Linked DNA regions of Mus musculus: regions 1 and 3 are each linked to region 2. Evidence: chromatin contacts called from public Hi-C and promoter capture Hi-C data. All regions are on one chromosome and are shown on one strand. Each heading gives the region's core, a stretch centred on a gene start, on an enhancer-like site or on the middle of the called end of the contact. The rest is flanking DNA. Distances are from core to core; before and after follow the strand shown.

Region 1 (3,979 bases), core at 1,053-3,552, 2.6 Mb before region 2:
GACAGAGAGAGAGACAGAGAGAGAGACAGAGAGAGAGACAGAGAGACAGAGAGAGAGACAGGAGCTTGGAGGGTTTTGTTCTAAGCACTGTTTCATCTCTTCAGAGCAGCTTTAGCAGCGAGGGTACTTGCCCAGGCTGGCAGTAGGTACTCCTTCCTGATACTTTCTCCATTCATTTACCCTCAGCACAACATCCCACCAGAGTAGGCCTGGAACAGTCATTAGATACAAACTTACCCATCGCTTAATGCTCTACAGCAGATTAGCAACTACAGAGTAAGTTTGAAATCATAAATTCCAAAGCCTTCCAATATCTGACGTGCAGGGCTCCAGCTTTCGAAACATTCCAACCTTTTACATTTTTCTCTTACAGGCACGTTTTCTGATTACAGAATGAATGATTTTAAAAATGAAGATTCTAAAATATACAGCATGAGTTTTAATAAATATCAGTAACTGGGAACCGTCTCTTTTTAACTCCTCTCCCAAACCGCTGCAAAATTAATCTTATCAGAAATAGCGTTCTTTACAGAACTGTTCACAGGTGAGGTCTCTGGATCCCTAGGGAAATTTTTCTAATCATTACCTAACATCACCACCAGAGGGCAAAAGAGGTAAGCAGTGACCCTGCTAGATTTACTGTTTTAAGATGTGGACAAAAGGAATAGTGGGAAACGCATTTAAACTGTCTAGCTCAGACTTGAAACTAAAGAGTACCTGACAGACTAAAACAAACGAATGCTGCCGCTGCCATTTCACACTTTACTCAGATGAGTCAGAGGCCAGGAATTCTAGTTTTGTTTCCTGATGACTCTAAAATGTCCCAAACCTACCTGGCTCATAGATCTGTTGTTGATTCAGTGGTCCGAGGCATTACTTATTTGAGAAAATACAAGATGCTATTGCTAGCTTCCAGGACAAGCTGAGCGAGCCTGGGCAATCGGGTTTGGCGAATGATTATCTGTGGGACAGAGGGACTGCTATGAAAACTAAGATGGCATAGCTTAGAAGAGTGCCTCAAACAGAGGAAGTGTCCTGTCAAAATAGTAACAAAAATAACCCCTATTTTTACTCCAAAACTCAAAAGCTGTAGAGGGAAAAGTAACTACTACTATAGGCTAAACTTTTAAAACACATTTCACCAACCCGGGTGATGGTAGAGGGAGGCTGAAGCAGGATGACAGTTTGAGGCCAGTCTAAGCCATAGAACAAGTTCAAGGCCAACATAGGAGATACATACTTTTTTTTTTAAAGCACCAAATACCTACTTATTTCACATTCCATAGTTAAACACAACTCTGCAAATTATCTGGAACAAGGCCTGGCACTTGAGACTTATCTGCCAGCTATTATTGTTGTTATTAAAGCTTTTCTGTTTTATTTTTCTTTTAAAGCGGTGGGGACAGGATCCAGGGTCTCGTACGTACTAGATAAGCTTCTACCAATATGTTACCGGGGAAATTTAATCCCTGTAATAAATGACTTACAACAGCTGCCCGGAAGACTTTGCCAAATGTCTGCGTTTGTGGGTAAAATGGCTCCACGAAATGCTTTTAAGATATGAAGCTAGGAAGTTGCCGGGGGACGGGGTGTGTGTGTGTGTTGACAGGGGATGGTGATGGTGTGTGTGTGTGTGTGTGTGTGTGTGTGTGAATTATTCACGATCGGGCCGCTTCCTGCGGTGTGCGCACCCGCACAACTCTGCGGTCAAGAGATGACTTTCACAGGAAAACACCAGGAGCCGATCGAGGTCACTATAACGCCCCGGAAAAGCCCAAACCTCAAAAGTGGCCCTGGACGAACCCGGGTGACCAACGGCCTGGAAACTCGGTGAGGGCACCGGGGGACCGAACAGCCGGGGAGACGACATGTAAGGGGCGAAGGCCAGCCAGGGTTGGGCCAGGGCGGCCCTGCCACCGCCGCCTACCTCCGCTGGGGCCGAGGCCCGCGCTCAGCCGAGCCTTCCACTGCCAGGCGGCTCGCCCGGCAGGCCCGGCCCGGTCCGGCTTCACAAACAGCCCGCCGCGTCGCCAAGGCGGCCGCCGCCCCGCCCTCCTGGCCTGCCCGGCCCTCACCTACCTTGACTGCCGCCGCCGATCACGCTGGAGTCCCGGCGCCGCGGCGAGCAGGGCCGAGGCGGCGGTCGCGGCCGCTGGGAGATTCCGGTGCGTCGAGCGCCTCCGGGAACTTCGTGATCAGCAGAACTCGGGAGCCGTGTGTCTCTGAGTCCGACACTGAGGACAAGAAGAGACATCCGCTCAGCCCGAAGCTGCTACAGAACGGTGAAGAGAGCGCCCGGGGCCGCCATCTTGTAACTCGAATGGACGCCTCCGAACCAATCGGAGGGAAAAGAGAGGGGGAGGGGGAAGAGGCAAGCGACGCCCGCATCCAGCTACTGCGCATGCGCGTCGGAGCCTCCGCCGCCGGCCCCTTCTCCTGAGGGCCACTTGGGTCGCGCGGCGCATGCGCAAGCCCGCCCTAGAAACAGTCGCCGGGAGGACCATTGGAGCTCGCGCGTGCGCACAGGGAGCGCGGGCAGCGGGCCGGGAGCCAAAGCCACTGTCAAACGCGGGTTAAGCACGTTGGTCACGTGTCGGCCGCCGTCCCAGTTTGAGGAGGTTCGCGCGCCAATCGCTGCCGAGACACTAGCGGGAGGCGTTGTGGTCAGTGACTTTGGAGGCCTCCGATGGTGTGGTGGGTGGCTGAGGAGACTGGCCGTGGATCTGGGGGGAGCACGAGGCGGGTGCAACGTGATTCTCACGTGGACGGGCCTTGGGGAGGGTGGATCTCAGTCTGCGGAGACTTGGAAGCTTGTGGTAGCTCTTCCCGACATGGGGCTGGAGAGCCCTGCGGGACGGACTCTAAAGGTCACCTGCCCCAATTGCTGCTTTATGATAGATGTCCACAGATTTCCTCGTTGGGAGCTGTAAATTTGCCCCAAGCTGCAGGACCAGCTAGGGCCCACAGGAGATGAAGTCCCCGGAGGGATTCAGCTGCGGGACGAACCGTATGCGTCCTGGACCAGGACTCGTGTTTTGTGTGCTTTTAGCTGACTACAGCACTCTAAAGCGGTTCAGTTGTTTAAGAAGGGATTCCGGTTGGTCTAATTCTTCTGCTTGAGTTTTAACGAGAATGTGAACCAGAATGTCAGACCCATCCTTAACCATCCGGAAACGGGTCTCAGAGAAACTAGCATTTCTAGAGCAATAGTTCCAAACTTTTGAGAGAGGACAAAGGGGGTTCCAAGGGAGAAGTCAAGTCCCTTATTTTCAGGGTGTTTCATCCATCGATCTGCAAGAACTGCAAAAGGAGACTAGCTGGCACGGTGGTAGAGTACTTGGCTAGCACGAGGAAAGCCCTAAATTCAGTTCCCCCAGATCCAGCAGAGTGAAAGAGAAAAAGCCAGATCGCATTTAATGCACACATTTGTTCTTGATTCAACTGACTGCCAATGAAGTGTCTTCTGAAAATTTGTGTTAAATACATGCAAGGTATTTTTCTTGTCATTCTCTACACATTTCAGCTATGTCGTTAACGTCATATTTAGTGCTATAAGTACTCCAGAGATAATTTAAGTATCTGAAGTCAGTCAGGTCATGGGCATTTTCAACTAAAGTCACAGTTACTGGAAGGCTGAGGCAAGAGGATCAGCCCAGGCCAGCCAGAGTAACAAGAAGATCCTCATTAATACAGACCAGACCCACAATCACAGCTATTCAGACAGTTGAGGCAGGAGAATCAAAACTTTAAGGCCTATTCTGGGCCACAGATAAAATTCAAATCTATGTTGAGCGTGCCTGAGCAACTTAGACCCTCTCCCAAAAATAAATAAAAATACAAAACTGGCTGGTCATAGTGGTGCTCATTTTAATCCCAGTACTTGATTAAATCCCAGTACAGAGGCAGATCTCTGAATTCCAGGCTAGCTTGATCTTCATAGTTCCAAGATGGCCAGCCTCACATATTGAGACCCTGTCTC
Region 2 (3,943 bases), core at 1,174-3,673:
AGGGATACACAGAGGGCAGGACTGGGCCTTAAGGATCCTTCTCACTGGGTTGGGTATGGGTTAACAAGAACACCTCTAAACCTACTTACCAAGCACGCCCATCTGGATGACAGTCAGGGATCCAGAGACTTCTTTGTGTCAGTGTCCACGTAGCCTACAGACAGCCTGGGAAGAGTGTCAATACCAGCCTTGCCTGGGAGTTGGGTGCGCAGGCCCTCCTTTTGCAGGGAGGGTGTGGCATCGTGATGTAGAGAGCTTTCAGATAGACAACCCCTCCATATCTGAGAAGGGTGTCATGCCAATTGCCTCAAGGTGGTTCTAAGTGTGCCCGGCGAGGGGTAACACCCTCACTGGTACTCCTTTGGTTCAGTTCAACGCCATTCAAGGATAAGGGGGCAGTAACGAGGTGATGAGGGAGCGCCATGTGAAGTCCTGAAGACATGGAAGTCACAGTGACATGGGAGGGCTTAACACCGAGCAGCCTATCCTCTGAATCATAAGTAAGAAGGGAGCCTAGCAGCGTCCAAGTGCCATCCACTCACCCAGCCAGTGTTTGTTGAGCTTCCATGTGGGGTACAGCAGCATGCTGGGACACAGAAAGGACACAGAGCCTGCCTCTGAGGGTACTCAGTGATATCAAGTGAGTGGGCATAGCGCATGACAGCAATTCCTACCTCCTCCAAACCTCATAAAGGTCGCTGAATCACGACTATGTACCTGTAGATGGCCAAAACTAGAGAATGTCTTGGTTTATATGCACATGAAATACTAGTCACGACAGAAAAGACTACATTTTAGACCTTAAAACAAGTCTGAAAAACTAAATTTTTTAAATAATTTATCTGTATGTGCGTGTGTGTGTGTGTGTGTGTGTGTGTGTGTTCATGTGTGTATGTGTATAGGGACCACATTATGCAGGTGCTTAATAGAGGCTAGAAAAAAGGTTACTGGGCCCCTTAGAGCTAGTTATGGTAGTTGTGAATCATCCAACATGGGTCTATAAAGAAAGTCCCAGGTTAGCCAGGTTTCAAAAAGGAGGGGAGAGAATAAAAGAAAAAAACAAAAATCAATAATGTGGTGGTTTGGGCCCCATAAGTTCATGTGTTTGAATGCTAGGTCCCTAGTTAGTGGAACTGTTTTGGGAAGGACTAGGAGGTGTGGCCTTGTTGGAGTATGTGGCCCTTGTTGAAGATGTGTCACTAGAAGTGACTAGAGGCCGGCCCAGTCTTTCTCTATTGTAAGACCTCAGCTGCTGCTTCAAGGCCACTCATGCCTGCCTGCTGCCATGCTCTCCTCCATGAGAGTTTAAATGCTGTGTGCTGAGCATATCTGTGTGCATTGTACTTTGACTGGAAGTACTGTTTGTTCAAATCACCACAAAAATATCCATAAAAGCATGGTGCACTTACTATATTAGAATGTCGTTAGGCAGCAATTCTTCAGCTTTTATTTATATAGCAGCGAATATATATAGATATATACCATAGAGTATAGATATAGATTAGATACAGAGGTAGATATAGCTTCCATGGTTTGGGATGTAAAATCCCTAGTCTAAAATGGAAATGATTAGGCTAGGTGAAGTAGCACTAAGGAGACTGAAGCAGGGGAAATGTGGAGTGCAAGGTCAAATGTAACTGCGGGGCTGGAGAGATGCCTCAGTGAGTGCTTAAGCACTCTAACTGCTCTGCCAAAGGACCTGGGCTCAATTCCCAGCTCCACAAAGCAAATCATAACCGTCGGTCCCAGAGGAATCCATAGCCTTCTTTTGGCCTCCATGGACTCCAAAAAGCACACGTGGCGCACACCTATACAAACATCCAAAACACCCACACACATTTATTTACAAAAAGGCAACCGCAAGTGCTGTGGGCACAAACCTGCAGAGGCAGAGAAATCACTGCAAGCTCTGAGGCCAGCCTGGCTGGTCTACGTAAGTGAGTTCCAGGCCAGGCGCAGTGAGACGACAACTCAAAACAATGGCATGAAGTAAGTAAACAAACGGGGCTGAGAAACGCCAAAAAGCTCAAGCCAGAGGCGCTTTTGCGATCGACACCATGTCTACAAGAAAACGGTTTTCCGGAAGCACATACACAATATGCTCAGCAGTACGCACTGTTGCTGCGGAAAGACTGCCATTGCCGCCTGGCACCGTTATCTATGCCCGAGGTCTTCTCCTCCGAGCCTGCCAACCACGGCGCCTGGCTGAAGGAACAAACTTTTGGTAAGAGCAGACAGAGCGCCTCACCGCTGCCTGAAGCCTCGACGCTGCGCCTCCTGGTGGTTCCTCAGCGCCGCCGTTGAACGAGCCAACCCCGGATCGGTGTTTCCGCGGTAGAGCATGCGCATTGCAGAGCCCGAGGCTTCCAGCCAATCAGAGAGCCCTAGTCCAGTCAGTCCTTCCCTCTGCACTGCAGGAGGCACGGCAGCGAGTCCCGTGGCACCGCGCGTGCGCACGCTGAAGGGGCGGGGCTTCCTCGGCAAGATGGCGGCCGCGGCCACCGGCCTGCGCCAAGCTGCTGCTGCGGCAGCCAGTACCTCGGTGAAGCCCATTTTCAGTCGCGACCTGAACGAGGCCAAGCGGAGGGTGCGCGAGCTCTACCGCGCTTGGTATCGGGAGGTGCCGAACACCGGTGAGAGGCAGGGGTGCATTCGGGGCGCCGGAGGCACCTGCCCAAGGTCTCTCGGCCGAGCTGAGGTCACGTAGTGGGACAGAAACGAGCCCTGGGCTTCGGGGGAAGGGGGTCACCCGAGCCAGAGTGCCCCACACCGGGACAGGGCTTCCGAGCGCCCCAGTTGCTTTGGTGGCCTTTGTTCCTTATTTCTTATGGAGCCCCTGGGAGGGGCGTCCGCGGTCCTGAGCTAGCCCCGGGTGCTTCTTGAACCCAGCTTTACAGTTCCAGAGAAGGTTCTAGATGCCCATTCGATTTTGTAACTAAAGTGGCGAAGGGCTTTAGCAGTTATCTGTTACTTAGTCTGGAGAACAAACTGCATCACGAGAGGGAAACGACTTGACGAAGGTCACCCAGTAGCTGCCTGCTGCCCTTTGAAGCCTCCAGACGAAATGGCCCCTCAGAGCTCCCCAGCTTTGCTCACTAGATCAGCTTGCCCCAGAATTTTGAAGTCTAACCCCCTTCTGCTGCAAAACACGCCTTTTCCCGTAGGTGGGAGAATCTAGTCTGTTCACCTGAGTGGCGAGTGTGAATCTGCAATCTTGGTTGTCTCCCTCAATGCTGCCACTGTAGTGGATTTTAAAAGGGGGTTAGCGAGAGTTCAAATGTCCTACATATGTCAGGGACATCTTTTGTTGTTGAGTAGACATGTATTTAACTTGAGCTGATCTGAGGGGAAAGGCGTTTTCCAATGAGTAACAACAGCTCCACAGCACGCCTCAGCACTGCTTGAGAGGCAGCCACACTGTCCTCAGTTTCGACCTTTATTAGCTGTGTGACCTTGGGTAAGATTTTTCACCGGTATTTGCTCATCTGTGAAATGGCCATAATACTGTCTTCTTCCGGGAGTTACTGTATTAAATAGGTTACTTAAGTAACTGATATAAAACTCGGGGGAGGCACTGATGGGAGAAGATTCCTCTTAGTTATTAGAACACAGACTGGAGAAAAAACAAAACAAAAAAACCATGCCCACCTCAGGCTGGAGTTTACCTGACAGTAGTTATAATACTGCACCCTTCAGTCTCTGGGCCTGATGCTTCACAAATACTAAGATTCTGAGTGACGGGTTCTGTCTCAACTTAAACTTGTCTCAGTTTGTCATTGTACAGTTCTTTCCTGAAATCCCTGTGTGCGCACTGACCTTGGTGACAGCTCTCTCAGAACCTAGCCTAGTGTTCACCATTTCTGCAATCACTGAATTGGAGTATAACAAAAGATTCAAACCTGATTTAGACACAGCATGATTTTGTCTGTGTTTTTGTGACTTT
Region 3 (4,397 bases), core at 390-2,889, 2.1 Mb after region 2:
TCACTGTCTGAGGGGGCTCCTTATTAGTCTCTTGGACTAGAGGGGCAAAAAGATCACATGTGTCATCCAACGTGGTCAAGAGCTCATCTGGCATGGTTTCCAGGTCATCCATTCGAAACAGAGCATCGAAGTCAAACTCTTTCAGATCCATTTTCTCCAACATCCAATCTGTCCCGGAAAAGGCATCCTCTGGGAAAAGAAATTCAGGTGTGAACGGTTCATGTCATATTCGGGAGGCAGAAAGCCATTAGAACACCAGATCCATATGAAAAGGGCACACCAGGACAGCCGTCCTACTCACCCTTGCCGGTGTCTGAGGCACTGGCCAAGCCATCATCCATAGCCGGCCATTCCGAGGAGCCCGCCTTGTCGCTGGAGAACCCATGAGGTTTCAAGTGCTTGGCCACCTCCAGATAGTCATCTAAGAGACCTAGGCTTTCTTCAGCCCCCAAACCCGACTGGTCGAAGGGGGACATCAAGTCCCCCGCCAACACTTCGCTGTTCAGGAAGCTCATCTCGGTCATGTTGTGGGGCTTTGCTGGATTCGAGGAATGTGCTTAACTCGAAGGTATCTTTGTCCGTTACAGCAACACTGCTGCTGGATTTCGTGAAGAGCCTGGATGGGGACCCAAAAGCAAGTCCAGTCATCTTTCTATCTAAGATGCCGGATGGCCAAATCCCAGAAGCGTCTACAGGGAGAGCACGCGGGCCCAAGGCCATTGTGTAAGCCTCCCCGGCCGCCAGCTCGGGTTGCACAAGATGGAGGCTTAGCTTTGCTTCACCGGCCACCCAGAGGAAGCAGCTTGTCCTCGCGTCCTAATACGGCCAAGGCCGCCGCGCCCCGCCCCCGTGACTCACACCCCCGCCCCACCGCCATCTTGGGCATCGCCACGTTCGCAGGATGACACGGGGACCCCGGTGAGCCCGAGATGATTAAGCTAAGACAGGACGAAGGGGCAGCAGTAGCGCTTTAGACACTCCTCCGCCCAGCTCTGCCCGGGAGCGCCGGCGTCGCAGGCAACGCAAACAAGGCCGACGCGTCCGGCCGCTTGTAAAACCGCGTGTGCCGGCCACCGCGCCCGGGCCGCACCCAACCACAGCGAGGCCCCCGCCCTCCGCGGCCGGCCCCATACTCACGCCATGGCTTAGGCCGGTGGGGGTTGCCGCTGCAGAGCCTGGTGCTGCTGCCGCCGCTGCAAAGGCCAACGCTGCCGCAGGCACTGCTGCCTCTAATACGCCATGGTGGCCGCAAGCCCTGCGGGAGGGGAAGAGGAAAGGGACACCCGAGCACACAACTTAAACCGGCAGACAGCAAGCAGAAATGGCGGCGGCACGCCCTAAACCCGCCCTTTATAGCCTCGGCCAGGGACGCAGCACACCGCGTATCCTCCCACTGTGGTCACGTGATCCTACCGCAGCGCCACCAAACCGCCTCTCACTGACGCCCTCGCCCGCCCCAACCCTTCTCCGCTGTGCTCGGGGGGTAACTGTGGCGTTAGAGATCGTCCTAAAGGCCCCATGAGAGAAAAGTGCACTACTTTATAGGTTGACGACCAGCCGCGGTCTGGTTCCGGAGCGCGGAGGGATCGCTCGTTGACGAATTTCCGGTGTCTTACAAGGCGGGGTGGGACACCTAGCCAAAGCTCTGACGGTCAAAGCCGAAGCTGCCAGGTTATCACGCGAGACGCCGTCGGAGCGCGCGTCGAGCTGATTGGCCCAGGCGTGGCGAGTCACCTAAACCTCAAGTTCCTATTGGCTCTGCACCTGGGCGCTCTAGGATCAGGGGTCTGCGTGGAAAGGGAGGAGCCACCAGAGGTTCCGGGCGCCAGACTGTCACACCTGCCATCTCTTGTCAGATGTGATCCATGTGTATTTGCTCTCTCCGGCATCGCTCCGCACCGAGCAAACAGCTTCCAGGCGTGACCTTTGGGCTGGAAGCCATCTTTTCATGTATTTGTTGTTTCCAGAACCGAGTGGGCAGGCTTCAGGCATGTGGAGAGACCCTTCTGAGTTAGCTGGTCCAAACCTTCAGCTTCCTGTCAGTCCTGGGACAGGGACGGCACTTGGAGGCAGGGCGTTCGTGTTGGGGTCTTCTTGGGAGATATTCCGGTTCCTCCAGTTCAGCGATTTCCCCTGAACCGGGGAAACATGCCTAACCTCAGGTCTAACCTCCTATGCCCATCCTCCCATCATAGAGGCCCTCACTGCCGGTTTGTATAGGGTCAGTTCCCTTAAGATCAGGTTTATTCAGTTGGCTCTCAAGCCTTAACTTCCAGGTATCACCTTCCCAAGAAGTCATCCTGATGAGTGAGCCTGCCGCCTAAGTGATCGGGAGCCCCAGGTACTGGTCAAGGCCTCACCATAAAGGATGCTGTTTTGAGAGTGCTGAGAGGCTCTTTCCAACTCCAGCCTGGAAATCTTAAAAAGAGTTTCCACTTCTGTTTAAGTGACTCACACAAATACCACTCAACTGGCACAGTGCCTGCCACTTACTGCTCAGTGATTATTTGCAAGCCTTGTACAACCCAACCCTAGCGCTCGGGTACCATAGTTCAAGGTCGTCCTTGATTATATGATTGATTGCTATTTATTAATTCGAACCTAACTCTCCAGTCCCTATATCCCTAACTCCATCCTCCTTCCTCAGAGGAGCCTTTATTATTGTTTACTGAGACGGAACCAACCATAAAACACGAGGCCTACATAATGAGATGTTTTTATACCCAAAGAAGTCACAAGTGCATGTGCACACATACAGAAGTTACCTAGTCTTTCCATGCAAAAGCAACAAAAGGGTAACTATGTCCTCTCTTTGCTCTGGAAACCAAAACAGCAGCCACACTGCTACATTAAGTGGACATCCCTTACAAGTTTCTGTCCCCTAAGCATAATGTACCCTGCAAACCATGGTTTTTAACCTATGCTGAGTTCCTAACTCTATGATGTATGCCCACCCCTTGCTTTGCTAAACTCCTGAACCTGTGATACATGACTGCCTTTTGCTATACAAAAACGTGCCTCCCCAGAAACCTTCCACGTGGTGTAAGCTTGCACTTCTTTTTCTGGCCTCCTTTCTAACAGCCAATTATCCTAGCAGCTGTTTTCTATCACATGTATCTACCCTGCAGGCAGCCTGGAGTCCCCCCACTCTTCTGTTAGGGTGCTAACAACCAATTATCCCAACAGCTGTTTTCTATCAACCCTAATGCTTTCCCATAAGAGTCTCCAAACAGCCAGTGAGGGGCTGTTTGGCTGGCCAAAGCTTGCTTAACCAGTCATGGAAATTTTTTCTCAGCTCTAACAAGGCTCCTGACCATACAGGTTGGCCATACAGAAGTTTAAAATTATTGACACTAGAGATCCCAGGAGAATGTCTGGTGGCTTCTTTTCCCCCGTCGTATTCCTAGCACCGATGTAAGAATATACCTGATACCACATAGACACGTCAGAGTTGTTGGAAAGGAGATTTTTATTTTCTTCTTCCCATGCTGCAGAAGACGCTGATTTCACCAGTTCAATTTCTCTCCTTCAAGGAGAAGGAGGATAAAGGTTCTCTGGGCCTTAGTAGCTAAGCTGCTCCTATATGGCCCCAGCCAAGACAGGACACAAAGATTAGTGACTGATTCCATTCTACCAGCAGGCAAGTGACTGGAAGGCAAGTTGTGGACTTGGCCTCAGAGACCAAGGGTTTAAAAGACTACAAGGTGATCAAAATAAAAGTTAACACCCACATCACTCCACCTGCAGTTAAACATAGAACCTGCATGCTGATATTCTGGACACTCAGTCTCAGGGGCTTGTAACCTCCTAGCCTGGTACAAGGGTCACTGTGTTCCCAAGGGCCTCCTCATTTACCTTGGCTTGAGCTTTTATACTAAAAAAGCTAAAGTTGTAGCAAATGCTCTCAGTTTTATCAAGTCATAATGCCAAGGAAATGTACCTTGGTAGAAGGCTCTGAACACACAGTGCATCCTGCTCTCAGATCTCCCAGCCTGAAGCGGATTCATCTTAACCATCAGAGCCAGCCCTGCAGTGGATTACAGTGGAGTAGGAGATGATGGGCCACTCCAACAGTTTTTCTCTTTATTTTTTTAAATTCCAACTGTTGATACTTAGAAGAATACTGCTATCCTGAATTCCATTTTTGGGAAAGGGCAACAAAGAACCAAAAAATAAATAAATAAATAAATTTGGATTTACTTGGTTACCAGGGTAATGTGTACAGTTTTAGGCATCAAGTATATAGTCTGCTAATCTTGACACTCTCAAAATACCTCCCAAACAGAAGTAGGGGCCTAACAGTGGAATTTCCTGCAGGCAAAAGTGGGAGTAACTGAAGAGAAAGGCAGAGCAGTGGCACAGCCAACTGGGTCTTTCAACAAAGAGGGAAGCAGGGC

The links. Promoter capture Hi-C pulls out the DNA fragments that hold promoters and counts their contacts. A called contact is a pair of places that touch in the nucleus more often than the background predicts.
Region 1: a Hi-C map of B cells shows a contact between it and region 2, with 6 read pairs. The contact joins the promoter of Nup50 here to the promoter of Ndufa6 in region 2. A contact is called at or near these places in 1 of 39 promoter capture datasets (the 3T3-L1 cell line), 1 of 484 Hi-C or Micro-C datasets (B cells), 1 of 115 datasets of contacts at active chromatin or transcription factors (double positive thymocytes) and 1 of 9 other capture datasets (liver).
Region 3: a contact with region 2 is called in a promoter capture Hi-C map of liver, with 4 times the contacts expected there. The contact joins the promoter of Atf4 here to the promoter of Ndufa6 in region 2. A contact is called at or near these places in 2 of 39 promoter capture datasets (liver and pre-B cells) and 1 of 9 other capture datasets (adipose tissue).

What each region holds. Positions count from the first base shown.
Region 1 is chr15:84,921,751-84,925,729 of GRCm38.p6, reverse strand. Nup50 (nucleoporin 50) reads right to left here and starts at 2,302. Exons shown (of 8, transcript NM_016714.2): 1 at 2,080-2,302.
Region 2 is chr15:82,352,771-82,356,713 of GRCm38.p6, reverse strand. It overlaps Ndufa6 (NADH:ubiquinone oxidoreductase subunit A6), which reads left to right and starts at 2,423. Exons shown (of 3, transcript NM_025987.3): 1 at 2,423-2,633. The coding sequence starts at 2,486.
Region 3 is chr15:80,252,426-80,256,822 of GRCm38.p6, reverse strand. It overlaps Atf4 (activating transcription factor 4), which reads right to left and starts at 1,639. Exons shown (of 3, transcript NM_009716.3): 1 at 1,138-1,639; 2 at 302-616; 3 at 1-189. The coding sequence starts at 524. Mief1 (mitochondrial elongation factor 1) reads right to left here. Exons shown (of 6, transcript NM_178719.5): 6 at 3,452-4,397.